Regions from separate parts of the Mus musculus genome. Here region 1 is linked to region 2. Evidence: chromatin contacts called from public HiChIP or PLAC-seq data. All regions are on one chromosome and are shown on one strand. Each heading gives the region's core, a stretch centred on a gene start, on an enhancer-like site or on the middle of the called end of the contact. The rest is flanking DNA. Distances are from core to core; before and after follow the strand shown. Region 1 overlaps Fbxw8 (F-box and WD-40 domain protein 8). Region 2 holds the start of Tesc (tescalcin).

What was found. HiChIP or PLAC-seq counts read pairs in DNA pulled down with a chosen protein or histone mark.
Region 1: an HNF4G HiChIP or PLAC-seq map of pancreatic cancer cells shows a contact between it and region 2. The contact joins the enhancer-like site here to the promoter of Tesc in region 2. A contact is called at or near these places in 7 of 39 promoter capture datasets (the 3T3-L1 cell line, HPC-7-derived erythroid cells, cancer-associated fibroblasts and 4 more), 3 of 15 datasets of contacts at CTCF or cohesin (CD8 T cells, hippocampal excitatory neurons and stem cell-derived epiblast-like cells), 118 of 484 Hi-C or Micro-C datasets (the AML12 cell line, B cells, the C10 cell line and 73 more), 23 of 115 datasets of contacts at active chromatin or transcription factors (CD4 single positive thymocytes, the HPC-7 cell line, Th17 cells and 16 more) and 4 of 9 other capture datasets (adipose tissue, embryonic tail, liver and 1 more).

Annotation. Positions count from the first base shown.
Region 1 is chr5:118,062,008-118,066,252 of GRCm38.p6, forward strand. Fbxw8 (F-box and WD-40 domain protein 8) reads right to left here. Exons shown (of 11, transcript NM_172721.2): 11 at 2,974-4,245. Among named protein-coding and RNA genes, the nearest start is that of Gm30466, 6.4 kb to the right of the region's middle. Within about 2 kb of position 1,419, at least 45 of the 459 cell types and tissues checked have an H3K27ac peak or open chromatin away from gene starts, as enhancers often do. A contact at or near this core is called in the AML12 cell line, the HL-1 cell line, the N1E-115 cell line and 11 more, where this site is marked.
Region 2 is chr5:118,025,352-118,029,951 of GRCm38.p6, forward strand. It overlaps Tesc (tescalcin), which reads left to right and starts at 2,392. Exons shown (of 8, transcript NM_021344.4): 1 at 2,392-2,636. The coding sequence starts at 2,579.

The DNA.
Region 1 (4,245 bases), core at 169-2,668, 36 kb after region 2:
CTCCTTGAAGGACTGGGCATCTACCTGTGGTCCCCACCTGGTGGGGGGGGGGGGGAGCCAGGAAGAGTCTGTCTGGGCAGGCTTCCAGAAGACCTGGCGTGTAGGTAATGGGGGTTTTCTTAGCACCATCACTGCTGGCTGGCTGCTGGTGTCAGCTCCTGATGGAGGGTACCTACAATTGGGGTTGCCATGGTTCCTCCTGACAGCATGGACCCAGATGCGAGCCCAGGAAACTCTGGCCCCCAGCACAGGCGGTAGTGGAGACTAGAGGTGCCTACTGCAGGTAGGTAGCTTATACATCTTGGCTTGTCAGGATGGGTGGGGGGCCAGTAGAGCCAAAATATTGACTGCAGAGCAGAGGTCGTCCCCCCACCCCAACCAGTGGGTTGCTGGTGCTTGTTATCTAGGTCTCTCAGGTGTTGTTCTAGGATGCTTTTGTTCCCTCTGTTGACGCTGGGAGGTGCCTTTCTAGACTCCAGGAAGTTCTTTGGGTGACTGGCACCTGATGCTGTTGGCATGCTTAGTTAGATGTCTTGTTCTGAGCATGTTTGATCTCATTTGTGTTGTCTGTCAATGGCCACATCATGGTTGGCTGGACACCTGTAGCTGGAGCTCCCTTAAGGCCCAGAGGGCAGTCATGAAGTATTTCCACTCCATCCGCTAACCCCGTTTTCCTGCCAGTTCTTTGCCATGTGCGTGCAGCATTTTTCTCTCTAACTTTTATGTGTCTGTGCCTATGTGCATAGGAGTGCACATTGGCTAGAGGAGGGATTCAGATCCTCTGGGGCTGGAGTTGGGGGTGCCGGCTTGTTCTGTGGGTACCAAGAGCTAAACTCTGGTTCTCATAATTGTACAGCCTCCTAATGGATACACTTTAAGTTGTTACCATCAGGTGTGACCCTGTGTGTGTGTGTGTATAGGTCAGAGGACAATATGCCTGTTCTTGCCTCCTGCCACATTGAGGCAGCCCCCCCCCCCCCCCAACATCTGTGTACTCCAGACTGACTTCTGGCAACTGTCCTGTCTCTGCCTCCCATCTCACAGGAGCTCTGGGATTACAGATGTGGACTACCACATCGGCTTTTTAATATGAGGAAAAGAAGTGTATATGCCTTTGTTTGTACACATGAGTGTGGGTGCCCCGAGCCAAGGCTATCAGCACCCCTGGAGCTGCTTGATGTGGGTGTTGGGAACTCATCTGTCTTTTTAGCCCCTGCCCCTCCCCCCTTTTTCCTGGGGATCAAACTCAAGCTGTCAGGCTCTTGCACCAGTTGCTCTTACTTCCTAAGCCTCGCGGCACGTACATCTTAGCTCTGCTGGTTTGGTGAAAATACTGGTGTCTGCCATCAGCACTGCTCAGGGGATGGTGACTCATGCCTGAACAAACAATCCTGGTGCCAGAACAGAGCGGATTGTTCTGGTCTCAGTAGAGACCCCTGCAGCCTTCTCTCTCGCTGTGGGTGCTTGCTCGTCATGACTGATGGCAGGCTCTGTCTCCATGGTGATGTGCCAGATTCAGTGGCTGCTTCTATGGGTCCCTTCCATGCTGCCCTCCCCAAGCAGGCTGTCTCAAGTGGTTCCGAGAGGTGGACGGATCTTCTCAACAACAGGTGTCCTCCGTAATGTGCACGAAGGGGAAAATGGTAACTTGACTAAGTAAGTGAGCCCTGGCCTACTGCTGGGGGTGAGGTGCAAGCTAGTATGCCTTACTTAAAAGCAAAACATGCTATGTGGCCAGTTATAGGGGTGTGCAGAGATGTGCTCAGGGGATGTGGTAGGATGGTGCTGTGTGTATGCGTGTGAGGGTGCTAGATTGGTTACTATGTTGGACCCCAGAGGCAAGTGAGGAGCTGAGGGGGTCTGCAGGTGTTCTGAGCAAGCACTTGGCAGGCAGGGCTGGCCTGTGTTTGATGCTGGCCTGCAGGGCCACTCAACACCACCCACTCTCCTGGACTGGTGAGGAAGGAGGTCAGAAGGAAGGCACTGCCAGGGCCGTGCTTTTGAACACAGGCCTCAGTTTGATAAAAAAAAAAAAAAAAAAAAAAAAAAAGCCCCAGCAAAGCAGCAGGCAGGAGCAGATATGGGGGCTCCCATCTCCCTGCTCAGAGCCAAGCAAACTGTCAGCTCTGGGGAGAACCCAACAAAGGTATACCTCACCACTTGGGGACTTCCTGGCTTCTAGGTTTCTACTGGCTCTAGGGCTCTAGAAAGCCAGCAGGTCAGCAGGGGGACATAATGCATAAACTATCTGGAGCCTGGCTTCCTGGACTCCATGCTGTGGTGAGGAGGGGGCTGCAGGCTCTGGGCAGCTGCCACTTTGGCATCTCCTGGGCCTGGGTTTCCTGAGACTCTCCCACTTTCAGTGGTGTCCTTTCTCAACAAAGGCAGTTCATGAATGTAAAATGTTTTCATAAATAATGGATCGCCTTCCCTCGGCCAGAGCCCGGAGGTCTAGCAGGGAAGATGCTGTGATGGACGTTCATCAAGCGTGCTGGCTGGTGCTCCCCTTTGAGGGCCTACTAATGTCTTTGAAGCTCTGGGCACAGCTAATCCAAACAGCTAATTAAAACGAGATTGACTCACTGGGAGCCTAGTCCTCCAGGACCAGAAGCAAGCTCGTTTGTTCACAATGGCGAGGCCAGGCTGCCTCCCCACTGTCGAAACCACCAGGAGTACCAACTGCTTGGCTCCCAGCATGCTCTGCAGCTGCCTACCTAGGCAGGATAAAGACCATGAATTGGTGCAAACCTGCTCCCCAGGAGTACAGACTAATTCCTTGGTATCCCCCACCCTGGGGGACTTCTGGCTACTGCCCTGGGCAGCCTCACCAGTGGGCCGTGGGGTCTGCAGGGCAGGGAGGAAGCAGGTAGATTGTTTCTTGCAGGACTGTGTGTAGGTGGGTGGTGCTCCGCCCCTGTGCAGCCAGACCTCCCATCGCTGTGTGACACGAGCCAGATGAGGTGCCTCCATCATCAGTGTGAAGCAGGCTTTGTGCTAACATTTATTTGGGGACAGGTAAGTACAGGCTCTTCATCAACCACACTGAAGCTGACTTGGTGGCACCCAAGGCTACTGCTGAGGAGCTGGGAGTAGGGCTGTGGGTAGAGAAGCAGGCAGAGCTGGGGCCTCAGTGGCTGGGTGGAGGTTGGGTGTGCTCTCTATTCTGTAGCAGACTGAAAGCGAGATCTACCCTACAGTACTGTCCTGTTACTGACAATTGATTCTAGAGATTGGTCCTCAAACTTAAAATCCTCCTGAGTGGTGGGACACTCAGCGAGTGTGTGTGTGTGGCATCACAATGCTCTACTTATAAAGTTGTCCCCTCCCCCAGTTTGGTGGTGGTTGGAGGCTAATGTTTAATCTGATACTTTCCCCGGAGGGCTGTGTGATACAAACCTCATAGACATGGCTGGATGGATACCTGCAGCCTAGTGACACAGAACTTATGGGTAAGAAACAGAGCAAGCCCAGAGCAGCCTGCCACTCTGACCACTTGGCAAACCAGGCTCTTCGAGACGTGAACAAAGCCCCTCTGTTAGGTGGGAGAGGGCAGGCCCTCAGGTCTGATCCTCTGCAGTTGACCAGTCCAAGTTCCACTGTGCTGGAAGAGGCCCAAGTTGGTGGAAGGAGAGGCAGAAGTGCAAGTCACCTTGAGGTTTGGCAAACACCTGCCATAAAGGCTGTCCTTGTATGCCGTGACCTTGAGGGAGCCAGTGCCGGAACCAGGCCACTCCCGATGGCATCACTGGCACCTTTGTCTTCATGAGTTGGACAAATGCCAACAGGGCTTGGGGCAGGAACATGGCCACAGGAGGACTCGGAACTCTGGCCAGGGCAGGGTGGCAAAACAGTAACACTAAGCCAGCAAGGGACAGGCTTGTCCCCACAGGGAAAGTGGGGGGACTCAAAGGGCCCCTGCCGCGGTGAGAGGCAGCACGTCTGTCTTGGGAAGGGCAGCTGCCACAGCACAAGCTCGGCTCGGCCAGGCACAGGCTGGTGCTCCTCTTCTGTTCCAGGGAGAAGTTCCCTAGTGCACCGCAGTAGGCCCAGGCTGCTGCACAGGAGGGGCTCTGCCACCTCGCACACGGGCAGTGCTGGCCAAGTCACCGCAGGCCTGCCGCAGGAGCCAGGTAACCCATCTGGCTTGGCTGTGTGGGCCACGGTGCCATGGCCCGTGCCATCTGCTGCTTCAAGCAAGAGCCCATGGGTAGTGTCTCCATCTGAGCCACTGTCACGGGGCAGTCA
Region 2 (4,600 bases), core at 1,142-3,641:
GATCTCTGACCAATAAAACAGATGTGCCTGGTGTCCCTCCAGGCCTCTGCAGCATCTGGTACCCACTGCAGAGCATTGCTGGCTCCCCAGATCTGTTTGCAGACTGGGGTCGGTAGGGTCACCCATGTTCCTGGTTCTCCATAGCCAATGCATGCACAACATAACATGGGAGTGCAGATCCAGCACAGACTGAAGTAGCTTGTGCGGAATCTTGTTCAACAGGGAGCTCTCGGAAGCTCCTTGCTGAGTTACTGCTGGCTGATGAGTTGTGTAGGCCATTCCAGATGTCCACACTGTGGAAATGCGCAAACACCACTGACGGACTTCCCAGAGGAACCTGGGAATTGTCATTTCTACCACCCCCAGAAAGAGTATCGTTGCTCTTGCCATCTTGCAGATGGGGAAACTGAGGCTCTGGGAGGTGAAGTCACCCACTTGAGCAAGCGTGGTCCCACAGCAGAGCTAAAGGCAGGGCCCAGCTCCACATCTCTGGGCTCAGCTGCCCTCTTGTTTCCTAGGGACCAGACTTGCAAATCACACTGGCACAGAGACAAACAGGTTTGTCTGTCCCTGGCTTTTAGCTCCTCTGGGGGAACTGTGTCTCCAGGGACAGGCAGTTAGTTACCTGGTGACTGAGACAGCCCGGTGTTGGGGCCAAGGAGGGAGCCCCGTGGTGCCTTCCTCTTGTTAAGCTCCCCACTTCCCCCCATACCTCAGTTTGGCTTTGATGACGCCAACAGAGCCATTGGTAAGACTGAATGAAAGCGGTGGCGTCCTGGACCAGCCGCATTAGGCTTTGTGTGGACAGAGCCCTGCTGGGTGCTCACATCACTCACTGCCAGAGGGGGAGGGTGGGTGCCTCCACCGCAGCACCCACGCAGCTTCGCGGAGCCCGCTGTTCTGTGGGGCCACGGGTGGGGACAATTACGGACTCTGAAGCTCAGTGTGGACATTGAGATCTCTGCGCTCCTGAGAGCTCACCCTGGCTGTTACTCCCACTCCATCTGCAGCGAAGGTGGTGTCTTATCCCTGTTTGCAGCTCAAAGATCTAGTCGGGACCTTGCACATAGTAGACCATTAAGAAACACGCATTAAATGAGTGAACAAATACACAAGTCAAATTGTCGCCCCCTTTCCTGAGGACTCCTCGCAGCCCCCCGGGGGGAGGGGCGGGCTCTCCTTGGCAACCACACCCCAGCCTGGTGAAAATAGACACTTGATAAGGCCTCTCCGAGGAGGCCTACACAGAGATCCCAGAGGAAGAGGGGGGCTCGGTAGAAGGATCGAGCACCAAGGGAAGGCACTGTCAGCTTGGAGTGCGGGTGTGTCTGGGGTTGCTGGCGATGGGGGAGGGGGTCTTCCCCGGCCTGGAGAATGCAGATCCTCTGTAGACAGAAAACTTAGTTGCAGGAAGACATAGATCATGGCATATTTTAGAAACCCCAACATCCCGGGACCTGGGGAGCCCTTTCCTGCCCTCCACCCCACAGAGATCTGTCTGGGTTTTTAGAATTCTTGGAGACCTGAGGCGGTCCAGCCTACTCAGCAGCGATGCCCCACAGCTAAGCTTCCCTTGCTTCTCGGGTGGGAGCAGTTTCCGTGAACTCTGGGCAGCTGCAGGGAGGACGGGGGATCTTCAGGGAGGATCTCCAGGGGCAGACTCAGCTCCCCGGAGGCTCAGAGTGGGTGATAATCGGGGTTTCAGTGGTGGGGCCGGTTCTTCTGGCTCTGCCGAGACCCCTGGGTTGGCTAGAGTGGGCTCCTGAGAACGCCAGTTCCAAGGATGCGCACCCACGGCCGTGACTGGCGAGGTGAAAGATCGTGGGGATCCCAGCACTTCCAGCCAGAACAGACTCTTGGCAGCTAAACCGGACGTCACTAAGCAGAGCAGGGCATGGCGGGCTCCCAGGGCAGCCTTGAGGTTGAATGTTTCCCTCCCGGAGCACCAGCCCCTTCCTCATCAATTGAACAGGATTCCATGGTAACCCGGCGCCTTTCTCCCTCTGCGCCCTACGGTGAGCATCTCACCGCAACCCTATTTGGAGATGGAGAGATGGTGGTTAGACCAGCAGCAGGACTGGCCAGTCAGGACCTCCTATCTCATCAGGATCCCCGGGACTCATCGGTCTCACCTTCTCTACTCAGTCCACGCCTGTCACCTGCGATGCGCGCTCCTCTGGGCGCCCACCTAGGTGCAGGGCGCGGGGGAGGGGATCTTTCACACTGGGCACACTCGCGTGCCCTCCTCTGTCCCAGCGCCGAGGCTCCGCCGCTGGACCCCGCAGAGTGGGCGGAGGGATGCGGGTCGCGCTGCCCGCAAGCTCATCCCGCGGGGCTGCGGCAGGGGCAGAACCACGTCGTGTCCTCCCCCCACCCCCATTCCCGCCCCCGCGGCCGCGAGGGAAGCGGGCGAGCGCTAGGACCGCGCCGCTCCGCCTCCCGCCGCTATAAGAGGCCGCTCGAGCCCCACGCGGAACCGGCTCCGCGCCGCTGTCCCCGCGTCCCCACCCGGCTCCAACGCAGCGCAGCCCAGGCAGTCCCCGGCCTGCGTGGGGCGCCCGGGGCCCCGCGGCGCACCATGGGCGCTGCCCACTCGGCGTCCGAGGAGGTGCGGGAGCTCGAGGGCAAGACCGGCTGTGAGTACCACACCGTGGCCGGGAACCCTCGTTGGCGGGGACCATCGCCTGCATGCCCCCGCTTCGCGCCACCGTGCTGTGTGACCTTGGGCTAGTGGCTTGCCCTCTCTGTGCCCCGTTCTCGGGCTGCTTCTGATGGGTTCCCGCCAGCCGCCGTGCGGGCGACGCCGCTGGGAGGGGTTGGCAGCGACTCGGGCCTGGGGTAAGGGTGGCCCGAGAGGCGACTTGACCCAAGCCTCACCCGACCAGGGCGGAGCCCGGCAGGTAGCCGTGGCTTTGAGGGCCGGCGCCCCGGCAGCTCGGGAGAGCGCCGAGCGCGCGCTGCACCTGCAAGTCTGCGGCTGGGGAGCGGGGAGGAAAGTTTGGAAGTGGCGGGACCGGGAGGAGCCGCGCGGTCCGCGGTGACCTTAGGCGGGGGTCACCCTGCCGCCTCCCCGTGCGTCCCCACCCCCCGGCTGCAGGCTCGGGCACCGAGCCCAGCGTCCTCCAGGCTGGCCCGCACTCCCGGGACCGCAGAGGCCGGGCGGGGCGCGCCTGGGGGAAGCGCCCGTCCGCCCCGCGCTTGACCCTGGGCTCAGAAGCGACCAGGGGACCCGGACTTGCACGAGGGTGGGCAGGCGCGTGGACTCAACCTGTTTCGGTGGTGGGACAGAGCGGGTTGTGAGTTCTGCCAGGACTGTGTGACCTTGGACCAGTCAGTTCCCGTCTCAGTTTGCCTCCTCTGAGGAATGGGAGACTGGCGCACCCCCAGGGTTCCTGCGGCAGGAGGTTGCGGCTGAGTTGAGAGCACCCAGTCAGCCCCCCTCACCCCCCCAGAGGGGGACTGGGCTGGCACTCGCCTCCCCAGAGCCCGGTGAAGTCATAGAAAGTCCCCAGCTGCTGAGCGTCTACACCGCGCACACAGTATGCGAAGTGTGCAGCGGATCCGCGAGAGTCGTTTACACGACCCACTAAGGGCGCGCGCCATCGAGCCAGTCCCGGTGAGGGTCGACTGTGAGTGCGCTGCCTGGAGTGTGCGCACGGCGTGCAAGGGGAACCGCGTGCGAGCGGGAGTGTGGGCGCACTGTGTGCAAACCGGGAGTGTGTGCACGCACTGTGTGAAAGTCGAGAGTGTATGCACACTGTGTGTGAGACAAGCAGGTGTGTGTGCACAGTGTGTGAAAGTCTAGAGTGTGCGGGCACTTTGTGAAAACCAGGAGTGTATACACACTGTGTGCGAGGCAAGCAGGTATGTTTGCACACCGTATTGAAGGCAAACTGAAGTGTGTGCACTTCAATCAAACTGAAGCGTGGTTGTGTGTGCACACTGTGGGCACTGCAGTTTGAAGCACGGTTTCACTTTGGGGCTCGGGCTGCTCTGATCGGGGACACTCCCTGCCTCAGTCTCCCCAGTTCTGGGACTGCAGGGCAGCACCCTCCCCCACTTTTGTATTTTCTCTCTGAATTCATTTTGCTGACTACAAACCAAAAGTTTCATAAACCTGCCCCCGCCCGCCTCCTCCCAGGCCCACGTGATGGAGGACAGCAGGAGTCCCCGCCCACTTTGACTCGGTTTGACCCATTGCCAGTTGCTGTCCCAGATGGTGTGGGGAGAGCTGGGATTCCGGGTGCAGGTTGGGTCCCCACCGGAGCAGCACCCAGGGCCTTCTGGGGAAATTCCTGCGGGCTGTGGGTTTGACAGTGACGGGCTGCAGAGCATGCTGGGAGCCTTGTCAGTTTCCTGGGCCCAGCCTCCCACGGTGACAGATGCTCAGGCTCAGTGGCTGCCTGGAGGTGGCTGGGGTGGCTTCTTCACTTGCTGCCTGTGCTCAGAATTCAATTCTAAAGGGAGCTGGGCGGGGGGGGGGGGGGGGGGAACGACGGGACCCAAGGTTATGCCACCCCCACCCCTGGGGTCCCACAGGCCCTGAAGGTGCTGGTCTAGTCTGGGCACTTACACCCGTTTGGCAGATCCTTAGAGTTTT